Linked DNA regions of Gossypium hirsutum: all the other regions are linked to region 2. The links are chromatin contacts, called in public Hi-C maps. All regions are on one chromosome and are shown on one strand. The core of a region is the stretch at or near the end of the contact, and the rest is flanking DNA. Distances in the headings are between cores, read along the strand shown.

What was found. A called contact is a pair of places that touch in the nucleus more often than the background predicts.
Region 1: a Hi-C map of leaf shows a contact between it and region 2, with 2.5 times the contacts expected there. The contact joins the enhancer-like site here to the promoter of LOC107922409 in region 2. A contact is called at or near these places in 2 of 34 Hi-C or Micro-C datasets (both in leaf).
Region 3: a Hi-C map of leaf shows a contact between it and region 2, with 2.7 times the contacts expected there. The contact joins the enhancer-like site here to the promoter of LOC107922409 in region 2. A contact is called at or near these places in 2 of 34 Hi-C or Micro-C datasets (both in leaf).

The regions. Positions count from the first base shown.
Region 1 is chrD01:51,952,269-51,955,322 of Gossypium_hirsutum_v2.1, forward strand. No RefSeq gene overlaps it. Among protein-coding and RNA genes, the nearest start is that of LOC107921263, 9.0 kb to the right of the region's middle. Within about 2 kb of position 1,658, at least 3 of the 9 cell types and tissues checked have an H3K27ac peak or open chromatin away from gene starts, as enhancers often do. A contact at or near this core is called in leaf, where this site is marked.
Region 2 is chrD01:51,311,029-51,314,159 of Gossypium_hirsutum_v2.1, forward strand. It overlaps LOC107922409 (copper methylamine oxidase), which reads left to right and starts at 1,559. Exons shown (of 12, transcript XM_016852438.2): 1 at 1,559-2,013; 2 at 2,501-2,610; 3 at 2,730-3,035. The coding sequence starts at 1,812.
Region 3 is chrD01:52,041,391-52,044,544 of Gossypium_hirsutum_v2.1, forward strand. No RefSeq gene overlaps it. Among protein-coding and RNA genes, the nearest start is that of LOC107922586, 12 kb to the left of the region's middle. Within about 2 kb of position 1,856, at least 9 of the 9 cell types and tissues checked have an H3K27ac peak or open chromatin away from gene starts, as enhancers often do. A contact at or near this core is called in leaf, where this site is marked.

The DNA of each region.
Region 1 (3,054 bases), core at 408-2,907, 640 kb after region 2:
GTGCTGTTATTTAATATAATATTATAATAAGATTTTTCATTTAAATTATGGTCAACAAAAAGATCGAATCTTTTTTCAAAAAAAGAGTGTTAGAAAGCAATAATGATCCATCGGTTCCTCAACCTTCTATTATTAGTGGTATATATGATGCAATGACATCCGTTGAATTTGTTCTCATCTTGTATTTAATGATAGACATGCTTGGAATAACCGATGATCTCTGTCAAGCATTGTAGTATAAATCGCAGGATATACTAAACACGATGTAACTGGTGTCATCAACTAAAACGTTTCTCCAGAAACTCAGAAAACATGGGTGAGATCCTTTGTTTGAGAAAGTGAACTTATTTTGTAAAGATAATGAGATAGAAGTCCCCAAATAAAGTGTTTCTTGTAAAGCTGGTTGAGGTCGGTAGATAACCTAACAATTGAGCATCAATATCGGTTTGATATATTCATTACTGGTATCGATTCATTGTTAACAGAAATGAATTCTCGCTTTAATGATGAGGTAGTTGAGTTACTTGTTATTAGCTTTGCTTTGGGTCCACGCGATAATTACAAAGCTTTTTGTGTGGAAGATATTTGCAAGCTTATGAATGATTTTTATCTGGACAATTTTACGAGCAAGAAAAACTACACATGAAGAGTCAATTGGAACTTTTTCAACTTGATGCTCATCAAAGCACAAAGTTGCAGAAAGCTTCTACAGTTGCTGAGTTGTGTCAAGTGCTAGCTAAGACAAATAAATCAAGAATTTATCCTCTTCTTGATAGAATTATTCATGTTGTGCTAACTCTTCTTGTGTCTACTGCAATGATTAAACGAGCATTTTCAGCCATGAAAATTGTGAATATAAGACTTCGCAACAGAATGGGGGATGATTTTTTTCAACTTACTTGGTGGCATACATTAAAAAAAGATAGCTCGAGAATTTTCAACAGATTCTATTATTGATGAGTTCAATCTTATGAAAAAACGAATGGTGCAATTTAGGATGCCTAGAACTAATGCCAAGTATTAGTTTTTTTTTTGTAAATTGAAAATAAATATTTAATTTTATATAGTGTCTTTTATTTTTTACAATTAAATTGTTCATACCTTTTGAAAAACATTAAATTAATTTGTTTGATAAAAAAATTTTAATTGATACATTTTACATTAAAAAAAAAGTCGTTCGAATTTAAAAATTTCACCCCTTAAAATAAAATTATATGGATCCATCCCTACCCTCAAACCCATTTTTTTCCCAAACTCCCTCAGAAGTTTCTCTCCACAAAATCTTTTTGCAGTTATGGAAAACTGAGTTAGAGAGCGAGCCGTTTGCAATCTTCCCTAGAAGAATTAGGCTTTGGAAATTTATCTTCTATCTCCTTCCCTTTTTGTTTTTTTTTTTATTATCTAATATCAAGTTCAGCATTCCTCCTTTCTTCTATTTCAAAAAGGGATTTAAATTTTCTTGTTTTAATTCTATGATTCTCCACAATCACATGATTATCACTAACCCCATTAGCAACTGAAAAAGGTTTCATCTAAGACTAGAATCAACTACACCAAAATGAGCCTTCCCATTTTTCATTTGGCCATCCAAAGCCAAACCCGTATTCCTTATATCATCCAATGCTTGTAAAGAAACAGAATCACGAACCCCTCCATCATGAAAGCCCATGGCCCCATCCCATACCAATCCAACCCCAAATTCAATTTTTCAATGCCCCATTAACATTATCAAAGTATCCCCTTTGCGAATTAAAGGATTAGAACCTGCTATATCGTCAAAACCAATATCCAACCATTGTACTAACATTCCCCTGCCTCTTTACTACAAGTCTCCACTTCCGAAAAATTATCATTAAAAGCTTCCACTAGAGACTCCTCCTACCGAAGTCGAATAGCCATCGACAGCGGAGAGTGGAAAAGCATCACCATCAATCCATTTCCATTCGAGTTCTGTAGATATCAAATTTTGCCCCGACCCGACCTCATTATCTGGATTTGAATTTTAAAATGGTTGAGGAACTATAGGGTGATTATTTCAATTTTAAATTAAACTGTTATCAATTTAATGTTAAATTTGGAATTAGATTAAAAGCTAAATTAAGATAGAATGTTTATGTATGGTTTCAATTAAACTGAAATCAATTTTAAATTCTTTTTAGTTTAATTTAATTTAAGTTTTGAAATTTTGGCATGAAGTAGGTGAATATTTGAATATCTACTTATGTTGGCTTTTTTTGAAAAAAAATAATAGCATTTTTTTTGTTAAAATTTGTAATGTTAAAAAATATAATTAATAAAATCATTTCTGATTTTCAAAATACTTTATTAGGCATAATTTTGGGAAAATGCCAATTTAAATAATTTTCAAAAGCACAGTCTATTTTTCTTCTCAAAGTCCAAATTAATTTGTTTCTCAAAGCCCAGTCTAATTTGGTTTAAAACAATCTTTTAAAACCCAAATTTATTTTCAAATTAAATTCAAACCCAGATTTGTTTCAATTTTAATATGATTAAATCTGTTTTGAGTCCATTTTTGGAAATTCCCAAAAGTCCATTTCTATTTCAAGATTGCAGTTAGAGTCTAGAACCCTAAAAATTTTGTGCTGTGAGGAATGGCAAACCTCTCTCAGCCAATCAGAATCAACAGTACAGCAAATAATACTTGCAGTAAAAGTGATTCAAAATGAAAACAACACGTTTTGAAATGATTTTTAGGGTCAAAACACAAGTTTACAAATGAATCAAAAACATGATTAAAATAATACAGATTAAAAGAACAATATAAAAGATCAATGTCAGTCAAAGTTTAAAAAAGAGAAAAACCCTAAAAAGAAAATAAAAAAAACGGCATGGCCTTTTCATCTAATCGAAGGTAAACCCTTGGTTTTCCTTCTTTTATTTTACTATTTTCTAGGTTGCATGCATGAATAAGGGGGAGGGGGAGGCTCCAATGAATGTGGCGTTACCAGGTAGCCCCGTTCCCCAGAAACACTAAAAAAAAAAGAGTTCGATGAAACAACATCATCGGTTCGTTAAGGCTCAACATAATGTTAC
Region 2 (3,131 bases), core at 309-2,808:
CCTGTTTTAATATATGCTTATACACGTTTTCAAAATTTATTTATGTCTTATACTTATATTTTGAAAATACATATATACATATATTTAAAATTAAAGTATCTGTATCATATTGTATATTAACTTTTTAACATACCCTTTTGAAAATATATTTTGGTTTTAACCATTCATCAAAGTTATTTTCTTGATTTAAAGGTTTTTTTTTGAATAAAAGCATTATTGGAAGTTTGGGATTTTCGAGAGAAATTGAGCCCTAACGTATTGGGTTCTGATTTTCTTTGTCAATCTTAAATGACCGAGAATATTCTTTATTCAAAATGCATGAGCATAAAAATCATTTTTGGGAACTTAACTTGTCGTGCCCTAACGTATTGGGTGTGGCCTGTTACTTTATCAAAATGAAGATTTTCGCATAAAATAAGAGTGATATTCAAAGTTCGGGGATTATGAGAAATTGTACCCTAACGTATTGGGACTCGATTTCTTTACATGACTTGAATAATTGGTTATCCTTTTGCAAATTTCATCATTCAAGCTTATTTTAAATTTTTTTTTCAAATTTTCGACACCAAGGCATTAAATAATCAATTTGGTACCGATTTTGGGCGTCACGAGGGTGCTAATCCTTCCTTGTGCGTAACTGACTCCCGAACTCATTTTCTCAAATTTCGTAGACCAAAATCATTTTTAAGGTGAGCCGATCACACCTTAATCAAGGATCGGTGGCGACTCCCATTTTCGTTTTTAAAGTCGACAACTAAAATTTTTGTTTTCAAAAAACGGTTTCGACAATAATTGTATAATATATTATATATTCATATAAATTTGAAAATTTATAAGTTATTTCAATTATGTTTTGGTATATTTGTGTTAAATTTGTATTAATTTTTTATAGGTTAGTGCATAATTTGGTATATGAGTTTGATATTTTTTTATGCAGTACATGTGTTGTTTTTGGTCCAGTGTCCTACCTATATTTGATAAAAGTTATATATGTTAGTATCGGAAGATAATAATGTTAAATATTTAGTGTTTAATTCAAGTTTTAGAGTTAATTTGATGAAAATTTGTAATTAGCTAATAATATTAGCAATTAAGTTTCATTAAATCAACCTTAAAACTCAAATTAAACATTAAAAAATTAACACTATTGCCTCTAGGTATTAAAATATGTAACATTTGTCAAACACAGATATCAGATTAACATCCATACTACATTAGAAAGAAATGTCAAATTTAAGTATCAAATCATATATTAGATTTTTTTTATATTATACCCTAACTAATAGTTATGTTATATAGTAAATTAATAGTGTTAAAATAGCTTTTCTATTTATGTCCCATCTTATTATATTAATAATAATTTCATTAATTATTTAAGTGTGACATGAGTTTGAGTCATGCTAATCGCATTTATTATTTAAATTGTACCCATTATTATAGTATACAATTTTTTTAATATTTTAATTAATAATAATTCGTGTTTCCCACACCACATCCTACCAACTTCCACCAAGGACTGCTGTCGTGTATTTCAACTTTGTATTGTACTGTAATAAAAAGTGATGGGCATATTGCAGTGTGAAGCCAATCGAAATCCCATCTAAGCCCACTTCTCCCTTGTCTTTGTCTTAAAACCAATCAATTTCCTCCTTTTGTCTTAAACTTTCTGTTCTTCCATTTGGCTTCCTAATTTTGAAGTGAAGGTTAGAAACTGAGAATCCAGACCAGAGACATAGTACTTGCTGTATGTCACTAGAATACTTCAGTGACAATTTCTACGGTGGATACTGTGAGGTTGCTAACCCTTTGCAATGGCCTCAACTCAGGAAAAAGCGACGCACAAGAACAACACCCCTTCTCCTTCTTCTTCATCCTCTGCTCAGGTTTTGCAGAACTGGAGTCTTGCTGCTCCCTCCGAGGATCCCATCCCCAAGGCAGCTTCCATGGCAGCCCTGATCCGACCTGCTGAGACCATCGCCGATCCTCCTGCTACTAAGACTACTACCAGCAAAGGTTTTTTTTAACTTCAATTAAAACACTTTTCTTGGATAATTCTCCTTTTAAGTTTTATTTATAATTCAACACAAATTTACAATATATTTTCTTTCTTATTTTCCCTTATCGCTCTTAGTTGTTTTAAATAGTTAGTAAGAACTGGGAGGCTTTGTTTCAGAAAGCTGTGTAATTGAATTGAAGTCTAAGAAAGAAAGGTCTTAATCTTTTTGGTATCAAATGAGAATCTTGCTTGTCATAAGATTTTTCCCCTTCTTTCACTTCACAACATTTTATTTGCAATTAAACATTTTTCTTCTTTATATAGATAAGATTTTTCTTATTATATTTCCTTGATGTCAGATTTGCATTGATAAGAAGACGCTTTTGACTTGCTTCATTTATTTATGTAATATCAAATAATCTAAATGATTCTCTGTCAATCCTATTGGCTGGCCATAATCTGATTATATATTTCATGTACAAACTGGTGATTTTGTTTGCATAGGAATTTCAATCATGCCAAGGGCTCAGACCAGCCATCCTCTGGATCCATTATCTGCTGCTGAAATCTCGGTGGCGGTGGCAACTGTAAGGGCAGCTGGAGCAACCCCAGAGGTAAAAACAAAGGGATATTTTTACTTGTTTTCCTGCTTCAATCTTGATGCTATCATTTTAGGGAGAAATTGTTTGATGTTGATTTTCTATGAAAGAAATGATTTTTTCCCTTTCTTTAGGTGAGAGATAGCATGCGCTTTATTGAGGTGGTTTTGGTGGAACCAGATAAGCATGTTGTTGCATTGGCAGATGCATATTTCTTTCCTCCTTTCCAGCCTTCATTACTCCCTAGGACAAAGGGTGGACCTGTGATTCCTAGTAAACTTCCTCCACGGAAAGCAAGACTTGTGGTTTACAACAAAAGGTCCAATGAGACTAGTATATGGATAGTTGAATTGTCAGAAGTTCATGCTGCAACTCGAGGAGGCCACCATAGGGGCAAAGTCATTTCGTCTAAAGTTGTTCCAAATGTCCAGCCTCCCATGGTAAATATGTGTCTTCCATCGGTTCAATCAGGTTTCATTTTGTGGTTCACATCAATATTTATACCCCTGCTTCTAGAACACTGATATTATGTTCAT
Region 3 (3,154 bases), core at 606-3,105, 730 kb after region 2:
TAACTTAAGACTAATTTAATTTCTTAGGATTATTATTTAATTGGATGAATAAATTAAATAATTGAGTCTAAATTGAAAATTAAATTATGTAATCATTGTCGTTTATTTATATTTGGATAATTTAATAAATTTGCACATAAATTCTAATACAATAAAATTACGACGATTTTAATGGAATTTGAATTGAGTTGTGTAAATTATTTACTTAAAATTGATTGGTTAAACTATTTTATTTAATAATTAATTTGGAGAAATATTAAATTCTTTAATTAATTAAATATTCAATCTTGGTTTTTCTTATTTATAGAAAAAAGCTTGAAAAGTGGAACGGATTCGACTAGACCAGTGGATCATAGCATGCCACGGTAATGAGAGTAATTTCCCATGTATGTCGCCAACTTTGTACCTCTGTAAAGTCCTACTTGGACTAAAACTTCCCTAAATTAAGTAAGAACTCTGAATGGGAATTGAACTCTTGTGTATATCCCTTTAGAAATACCTAGCCAAAATTCATATGCATCATTTTCTTAGGGAAAACTCTGTAAAAGGTTATTGAAAGTATATTTAAGTAAATTTTTTTATACTCAAATAAATTTTATTTTATTGAGTTTGAATTTTAACTTTGTGAGAATTATAATTGTAATATCTAATGATTGTAATTTGTGTCTAGAAGTTAAAATTTCTATTTCAGGATACATAGAGATTTTGACTTCTCCCTCTTTTGAAGTTTCAAATTTTTTCTTGTGTAAAGCTCCTTGAGTTAGTGTCAACTTCCTAAGCATCTAAGAGTTTGAGAATAATAGAAAAGATTATTCAGTTGAAAACTTGAAAATTTTGAATTTTGTTTGAGTTAATCAAAAAATTTAAACACTTTCCTATAACCTTTCGTAATTTGGATATACATCCTGAGCCGTGAAACACATGTACTAATTTTTATCAAATTTATTACTTTAGATATCGCCATAAAAATCATTTTCAATTTCTTTTAAAAAATTCTGCTACGTCAACTCTTATATGTTTTCTAAACACTTTTCTAACAGATAAAAGACAATACATAACAGGAAATATGTAGAAAGTGACACACATCCATTCATTACATCCCAATACACATGCAAAAATTTGTAATGACACAACTTTCGAAACCCATGAACCGACACCATCGTAAGAAGCATATAAAGCGTGTTATATCATCAAAGAGAAGACTTCAAAAAAAGACCCCTCAATTCTCTAGACATCTTTGTCTTTATCATTAAAACCCCTCTAAAAACTTTCCGCATATCTACTATGCGAACTGCCACAAGCCCTCTCCAATCTTCATCTTAACCTATTTCCATAAATAATGTTAGACATAACCTGTTTTTATAGTATTTGTTTAATTTTGATACATACAAAAAAAATCATTATAAATTTCTATTGAAGTTCTTCCTAATATCGTTATTTAATGACTTTCATGGTTGTCCAAATTAGATTTGAGATTTTATTGTTAAGCTTAGAACTTGAAAGAGAAATTATGAGTTGAAGACTTTTCAAATAGGTAGTGGATGAAGAACCAACTAAGTGTGTCTGTCGTCCAATCCACTTGGGCAACATAATTTTGAGTCATAGATGATTTTACATGTCATGTTATCCAATTAACAAAAAGGTAATGAGATGACTTTCGATGTTGCCCTATGTGTGGATCCTTCTTCAGAGTTTCAGTCCTCAAATTTGGGCAAGGTTCGGTAAAGGCCAGATTTCCCAAAATTCTAAAGTTGCTAAAATTTAAAATTTAAAATTTGTCATCTTGTTTATATGAAACCACCTACAAGGGTTACATGTTGGGCTATTAATCTCGGGAGACAAAACTAGAAACCAGAATATTGGGTATCTAAGCGGTAGACCAAGTCAAAAGGTTCATTTGAATAGCCCAAGTCAAAATTAGAATCAATGATTTAATATGTATTTTGATCTAATTGAAAATAATAATAAAAACCATAAAAGATGTATAATAAAAAATTAATTTGATGTCCTTTCATATTTAAAATAAGTTATCTTACTCGATGATACTTATCTTTTTATTTTACAAGCCCAATAAAAATATACATATGATACAATTTGAACCTAAGTTAATTGTATTAGTAAAAACTTAAATTCACCACTTGACCAAAGTTTTATTTTGATTGCTTTTATGCACATTTTATTATGTCCATCAATTGTGTTTTAAATGTGTAATTTTTACACATTCTTATGTGTAAAATTTTCTAATTTGAAATAGAATAAATATAATTATTTTAATAAAAATAAATAAAGAGTCTACTCCCCTAGCACGTTTAGGTCTGCCGCCGCTGGCACGTTTTTGTTTTTCTTTAATCGTTTGTGTTATGTTTTACCAATTGCCTTCTTTGCTTCTGATCTTTTTTCCTGAAATCTGAAAAAGGGGTGTTTGTGTTATTATGTTTATCAACCTGTAGCCATGGAGAATGAATTAGCACAATTATCGATTAATGAGGAAGAAGAAGAAATATTGCAGATTCAGGCAGATCCGGGTAATCAAAGTGGAGTGGGGGAGTTCCAGCTTGTGGGATGTTTCTTAACAGCAAGTGTTATTCATTTTCCACCATGAAAAGCACTATGGCAAATCTGTGGCACCCTGTTTATGGGGTCCAAATTAGAGATCTGGTGAAAAAAGGTATTTGTTCCAATTATGATCATAATATGGATATGGAAAGGGTTCTAAAAGGTCTACCATGGACTTTTAATAACCACTTGCCATCATTGAATAAGTTGGGGAGAGGCGAAGATCCATTAAAAGTGCCGCTAATATTTACTCCTTTCTGGGTTCTAATCCATGATGTCCCAATTGGATTATTCTCTAAAAAGCTAGCAATCCAACTGGGTAATTTTTTAGGTGTTTTCCTAGAATATGATACTTCAAATCTAGGAAAGGAAAATCGTAATTATATGAGGGTAAGAGTACAGATTGATGTTAGGAAGCCTCTGAAAAGGAAGAAGCAAGATTTGTGCAATGTGGTTAGGTCATATGTCAAGTTTAAGTATGAACGGTTATCGCTTTTTTGTTTCTACTGCGGAAGATTGGGGCATAATGATTCATTCTATGAGATAAAAATGATGACAAGGGCAGATACAGAAGAATTGGGCTGGGATTTATCATTGT